Regions from separate parts of the Hordeum vulgare genome. Here region 2 is linked to region 1. A link is a contact called in public Hi-C data. All regions are on one chromosome and are shown on one strand. The core of a region is the stretch at or near the end of the contact, and the rest is flanking DNA. Distances in the headings are between cores, read along the strand shown.

Region 1 (3,474 bases), core at 658-3,157:
ATGTAGAGATTAAAAAAAGTCCCAAAAAGTCTCATGTGAAACAAACAGGAGGAACTTTTAAGGACTAAAAGGGGCTATTTGGGACTATTTGGAGAAGTCCCTATTGGAGGGTCTTTTTGAGACTTTTTGATACTTTTTTCAACAATGCCCCTACTTTTAGCATGTCATTTAATAACTACTACTACATTACTAAGGGTAATATAGTTTTTTTACATGTCATTTAATGACCTCTAGTCCCTATTTAATCTCTAAAAACAAACGGGTAGGGACTAGAGACTTTTAAGTTGGGACTAAAAAAAAGTTCCGGGACTTCTGAAACAAACAGGACCATAGTATTCTTTTGCGCACCCAAGTGCCATGTCCCCCGGGACTGCAGCACCGGCAGAGGAGTGCTTGTTTCGGAGCTCAAACTCCCAAGCCCATTTGATTATTAGGGCATCTCCAATGGTTGTAAGATAGTTGTTGGTAATTTTAACACATAAGATTTTTGATGATGTGTCATTGCAATAAATGAGGAAAGAGAACAAGGTTGTATGTAAATTAACCAACACCCTTGCAGAAGCTCCAATGTAGAATGAGAGAGCACCTTATTTATTACCTCACATCTTATTGGGCAAACTAGATACAACCCATTGGAGTAGTTGTATGTTAAGGTGTTGACTGATGACATGACATATTTTACCAACAAGCTAACCAACAAACTGTTGGAGATGCCCTTAGTGACTCTACGCCCTAAACGTCAGCACATGCAAATCGAGTTTCAGGTTCAAAATTAGGAAGATGCTACTTTCTTTCAGAAATTTGTGGAACATTCTTTTTGTTGTTGCGAACCTTCAGTTAAATAATAATTAATTAATTTAAAAACATGCATCTAGACATGATATTCCCTCCTAGTACGTGTAGTTGTAGACATGCATGATGAGTAGCAGACGACATACCTCTGGGGTCATGAGGGTCTTGGGAATGACACTGCGCATGGACAGCAAGATGATAAAACAAGTGATCAGCACATTCATCCACCAGGCAAAATAGCTAGCAAAGCGAAAACAAAACGACAAAAAAAAACAAGCAAAAACATATATAGATCGAGCTGAGCTGAGTTTGCTACGTACCCAATGACGTGCCTGCCGCCGTCGTGCACGGCCTGGGACACCATCCCCATGAGCCCGATGCTTCCCCCGCCGTACACCAGGTCCACGCCCCTCGCAACCTGCGACAACAACGTGCCAACATCAGTCACCACCCAGGTAAACTCAAATAAACCGCAGAGGCCATCACAGATTAAAACATGCTTCTTGAACGCCATCGATCAAGAGGGTGGGGACAGAACAGAGCTATAGCCCTAATTTAATTTCGATTTAATGGAGCCGTGAATGCGGTAGGGCCGGCCATGTTTCACGAGCCCAGGGGAGGAAGGAATCGGGCGAATTTTGGCGAAAGCTGGGCAGCAAGCAAATGGCTCGAAAAAAATATATCATATGGTGTGACTACGTACGCACGCACGCACGCACATGAAGTGGACACGAAGTCGCGGACAGAATAACCCAAAGTAGAGATAGGCATGGTTAGTTTGGTACCAGCTCGTTGCCGAGCTCAATGGCGGCGTCATGGTAGCTCCTCTTCTTGCCCTGGCTACTGCCACAGAAGACGCAGATCCTCTTGAACCTCGACTGCCTCATCTCTCTCTCTCTCTCTCTCTGTTTGTCCTCTCACCAGCTAGCTACCTGGGTAGGTGGTGCTGAACTTCTTACTAGCAAGCAAGCAAGCACGCAGGAGTCGCGCTTGCGATGGTCGTGGTGGCGTCAGGTGCTAGCTAGCACAAACACAGTGAAGGAAGGAAGGAAGGAAGGAAGGAAGGGCTTGTTGGTTCTTGGCGGTGGATGGAGGGAGGCAGTGCGCCACCCATGGCTATATAATAGTGGGGAGGGGAGAGAGAAGATGGAAGAATGGGAAGTGAAAGGGATGGATGCTACGGAGGGGAAGCGAAATAAATGCGCGCACATGGAGAAAAATCGCTCCATCCACCCGGCGACGATGGCGAGGGCTTTTCCGTGAAATGGACAGGGATGGGTCTGTCTGTCTATTGATGCATGGGTGGGTGAGTCACCTTATCGGGTTTTGCCGCGTCAAAGCGGAACGAGGATTATCCTCGCTCGCTGGGTCGTTTATTAGGGGAAAAAGCGTGCAAGGGTTTGGGGGAGTAGGATCGTCGTATCACCGATTCACAAGCTTTGAGCTTCTTCGTTATTCACCAGAGGTTTTGTGAAGCTCCCGCCAAAAACATAATTTCATTGCCGGATCCAACGAGATTACCCCCACTCAGCTTTAAACTTTCACTAAGGTAGCATTAACACGTAGTAAGGTGTAAAAAGATGTCCTCCTCCCATCACGCGAGATAGAAACATCAAGGTCTTGGTCATGACCACTTCACCTCTCTTGGTTTGATGGTGGAAGCCTTTGAGATGAAAGATATGGATCGTGGAGAGTTCTTCAATGAGTATGTATGTATGCCATCTTGTTTTTTAAATGCAAACTTATTAGCTTGTATGGCTTGGTCGATCGTAGTCGCTTGACAACTTTACACTATGTGATGCGTGCTACGATTGAAGGTTGTCCCCCTTCGAGTGGTGGCCCGGGAAGATTTCGATCTTATTAGGATGTCGGGCGATAAAAGATCATCTAATATTGACAACCTAGGATGTTAATGTTGAACACTTGCATAGCAGCCCTTTCCCTCCACCAGATTGCCTGGTAGGGTCGAGATTCATGTATACCAAACAAACAAGCTATCCCCATTCATAGTGAGCTGAGTAGGGCTTCGGTGTCAGTGGAATGGGATCCGCGGCTTCCTTTGTGCTTCCTTCGGGTAATGGCCAGGATTGGGTGAGACCATACCACCTGCATTGCCCCATACCCGAGTGTTCCACAAACTCCCACTTTGAATCCTTCCTAGTTAGGCAACCAGGACTCATGGATGTGGTGCGATGTTGGTTGTCGGAGGTTATGACTTGCGCTCCCCTCCCTCAACTGTGTTTCCAACGGGGATGTTTCGCCAAACTACTCGAACACTACTACAAAACCGAATAGCATAGACCGACCAGATTACATCATCACCGACACACTTTTGTCTAGACAGGCTCACGACTAGTCATGATTGTTCATTACAAATGAGCTTCTTGGATGGTGAGTGATGTGTTATACAATTAAACGGCTCCGCGATATGTGATAACTATCAACAAGGCATAACAAAAGGGGTTATCAGTGATCCTCCGTTGCGCGGAGGCGGGTATAACAAGTAATGAACATCAACTCACAAATTATGAAGGCAATACAAAATACAAGAAGAACATATAAACATTGCATTCTTCATATGTCATCACATACACAAAGACATGCATATCTCTTACAATAAACTTTGCCAATACAATTTGATACACACTAATGATACATTTATTTCACTCACTCCGAATGTTC
Region 2 (3,821 bases), core at 845-3,344, 380 kb after region 1:
ACTACATTATAAAGTATTACATCACCTGGCTGATATCTGCTAGCTACATTTTCCAAATACCATCTTGCTTCAACTAGCAGTCCTTTCTTGCAAAGTCCAAGAAGAATTGATAAATGGTTCGGTGAGGTTGGCATTACCTTCTGAGAACAGCACATAACATCACAAACTTCCAGTGCCCTTTCAATTTCCCCTAGCTTGCAGTACCCGTGGATGAGGATGGAATATGCAATGACATCCATATCTAGACCAAAACTATATATCTCACCAAGTAAATTCTCAACCTCATAGACCAAACCCTTTTTGAAGAGAGCATTTAGAAGGACACTGTATGTGACAATATTCAACTGCAGCCCTTGGTCTAGGATGTCCTTTCTTATCTTCATCCCTTCTTCAACATCACCACCTTCGCAGTGGCCAGCAATAAGTATAGTATAAGTAACAAGATCAGGTTCAATCCCTTGGTATCTCATAAACTGAATTATTTTCGGAATTTCTCTTGTTAAACCAAGCAATCGGTAACCATTAATAAGGCTGTTGTAGGTGACAGTCTCAAGTTTCATTCCTTCTTTTGTCACTCTCTCAAGAAGATTCACTGCTTCATCTAGGTAACCTACCTTACACAGACCATGTATAAGTGTAGAATAGGTATACCTGTTAGGGTTTAATCCATACTTCAGCATCAGACATAAAAAGGATTTTGCAGGCTGAATAAATCCCCAATTACACAATGCAGACATCAGAGTGTTAAAGGACATTCCCAATGGTCTAAATGTTCCCCCTTCCCTTGCCTCCTGAAGGAAAGATAAAGCCTCTCCAACTTTATTTTGCTTGCAGAGGCCATCTATGAGAATGCTATGTGAATATTCGCTGTAAGGGATACCATATGCCTCCATTTCATCAAAAAGCTCCAATGCCATGTCTGTCATCCGTAGACCATACAATAAACTATCATAGGTGGAAACTGATATTTGCATATTCAGGCTGTTCATTTTACTGAGAACGTAAAGAGCATCATGAATCATCTGAGTTCTTGCATAACTATTTGCTAGAGCATCCCATACAACACCGCTGGAATCATACTCTCTGAATTCACTCCACAAGATGTCACAGAGAGTGGCTGCAGACCCAGATCCTAGAGTAGAAAGGGAAATACAATGAAATGTGAGAATTGTGAGCTTCAACTGTTCTATGTTGCTGCATATGTCAAGGCAACAGGTACTAAAAATATTATGACCAATATTACAGCTGCCAATTATATTTATTTTGAGAATTAGCTGCCAATTATATTGACATAAAGGCATATAGAAAAATATATGTGTGTGCATGACGACAGTATAAATTTATTCACGAACAGAGGAAGTTTACACACTTGTGCCTTCACTACCATTTCAGTTTTTTCTTTGGTGTACATGATAAAATGATCATGGCCCTGGAATAACGCAAACTCCATTGCCATATCAATCCAAGTTCAAAGGATGAATAAGCGTGTTGTCATACTATCCAAAGAGAAAGTGCCAATTGTAATACAAATCCGTAGGGAGCTCACCTTGTTCGCTGACCATCTGTGCCAAGCCGCCCCGCATCTCCCGCCACCTCCTCTGTCGCAGCAGTTCATAGCAGAGCTTGATCCTTGCGGCAATCGAGGCCTTTCTCTCGAACTCCGCCTTGCCCTCCCCAAATCTAGGCGACCCTCCTACCCCGCCCACAAAATGAGGCGCTAGCAGTGGATCCCTAGCAACCACGGCATCCTCCTCGGAATCCGTGGCCGCCACCACGGCTGCCGCGGAAGGACATGAGGATATGGGCCTAGGGAGAAGTGCGGGAGGAAGCGAAGGACGGCGCCAGAGCTGAGGCAGGAGGAGGCGGAGGGGAATGGGCGGTCGGAAGCGCATCCGAAGGGGCAGGGTTTCATGGCGGGGGCGCGCGCCGCGGGCTACTGTGTGGAGGGCGTCGAGCTCGGGCGTTGAGCTTCCGTGTGCCTCCCCGGGGCTGCCGCAGCGGCGCACGACATGGGAGGAGGGAAAAGGATCGCCGGCGGCGGCTGCGTGTGGTCGGGGTTTAAGCGAAAGGCTTTACCCTTTCCACTGAGGAGGAGAGAGCCAGTGGGAAGCAGGCTGAGCTTAGGGCCCGTTCGTGCTGGCTTTTCCGGACCGGAGGAAACCGACCGTTCGGTAGGGTTTTTTCTTTGGCTGGGCTATCAGCCCATACAGCACAGATGCAGGCCGTTCGGGTGGAAAAAAACTGCCCAGCTCGAGTGCGCAAAGGGCCGAGGGAGCTCCTATACGCCGCACTTTGCGGCGACTAGCGGCGGTTTCGCACAGAGCAAACTCTCTTGGGACGGCTCATTTGCTGTAGGGATGGAAAATCGCAAAAAGAAAAATGAGCGAGCAACAGGAGTCAAACACAGGACCTCAAGGTTGGAGTGCGCTTTGGTTAACGATCTCGACTGACTACCAGAGCTGAAAGGTTACATGCGTGAATGTTAACGAACATAACAACAGCTGTAAAATTTAACAACACGAATCATAATCTATTGCAGATTCAAACTTTTCTTAAAATTTAAACATGAATTTCTGAAACATGAATATTATTTGAGAACAATCAATATTTTTATGGGGAAAAGGAAAAAATAAAATAGAAGAACATTTCTTGAAATTACAAACAGTTTTGTGAAAATGCAATGAAATAGGAGAACAATTCTAAAAACACGTGAATAAATTTAGAAGCGCAAACCACTTTTTAAATCACAAACATTTTTTGAATCTTGAGAACAAAATTTTCAAAAACTCTGAACAAATTTGAAAGCACGAACATTTTTTGAATTTTGAGAAGAAATTTTAAAACCAAGAACAATTTTCAAAAAACACGAACAAATTTGAAAGCTAGAACAATTGTTTAAAGCATGAACATTTTTTAATCTTGACAAAAAAATTGAAAATGAGAACGATTTTGAAAAAATACGAACAAATTTGAAAGCGCGAACAAATTATTAAAGCACGAATTTTTTTTAGTTTTGAGAACGAATTCTGAAACCGGAACATTTTTACAAATTCCGGAACATTTTTACAAATATGGGAAGATTTATTTTGAAAAATCCAAAACATTTGGATAAATATTCCAGAACAATTTTTCAAATTTCGAAACATTTTCCTAAATTATGGAACTTTTTTTAAATTCCGAAACATTTTTTTAAATTCAGAACATTCTTTTCAAATTATGGAACATTTTCCAGTTTCTGGAACAATTCTTCAAATTCTAGAACATTTCTTCAATTTCCGAAACAATTTTGAAATTACGGAATATTTTTTTAAATTCCGAAATATTTTTTGGAAATCCAAAACATTTTTAAAACAGAAACAGAAAAAAAACAAAAAAGAAGAAAAAAAAGGTTCAAGGAATCTTCTAGAAAGTTTCCAAAACCGAAAAAACTGGGTGGAAACCTTTAGAAGTTTCCCAAAACTGGGATCGGTGAAAGTGCTAACGGGCCGGCCAAACCCCGTCGCTAGCTCGCAGCTCCTGTGCGTTTGCCCGCCTATTTTAGGGTTTTCCAAGGGCCGAGGTCGCGGTAGGATGAGCTGGGCATCGTCGGCGCAAAAAAAACTAAGACGCAAAGCCGCACACAAAAAAGAAAAAAATAGAGACGCGAGGCAAGTAGGAGCATTTACACCCACGGATTGCAAATTCGATACTTTAAATACCCGCGTCCGCGGACACTGACCGGTTACGCCTCAAATCTGTCCATTCACATTCAACTCTCTCATATTTCATTCCCTAAGACCTTATACAATGCTAGGTGCTTAGGGAGGTGCTTAGAAAAATAA

The links. A called contact is a pair of places that touch in the nucleus more often than the background predicts.
Region 2: a contact with region 1 is called in a Hi-C map of leaf, with 4 times the contacts expected there. The contact joins the promoter of LOC123431222 here to the promoter of LOC123431210 in region 1. A contact is called at or near these places in 4 of 6 Hi-C or Micro-C datasets (leaf, seedling and an unstated tissue) and 1 of 1 datasets of contacts at active chromatin or transcription factors (embryo).

What each region holds. Positions count from the first base shown.
Region 1 is chr1H:282,248,101-282,251,574 of MorexV3_pseudomolecules_assembly, forward strand. It overlaps LOC123431210 (probable cytokinin riboside 5'-monophosphate phosphoribohydrolase LOGL10), which reads right to left and starts at 1,908. Exons shown (of 7, transcript XM_045115040.1): 1 at 1,578-1,908; 2 at 1,113-1,210; 3 at 939-969. The coding sequence starts at 1,679.
Region 2 is chr1H:282,625,472-282,629,292 of MorexV3_pseudomolecules_assembly, forward strand. LOC123431222 (putative pentatricopeptide repeat-containing protein At1g13630) reads right to left here and starts at 2,095. Exons shown (of 5, transcript XR_006623067.1): 1 at 1,547-2,095; 2 at 1-1,132.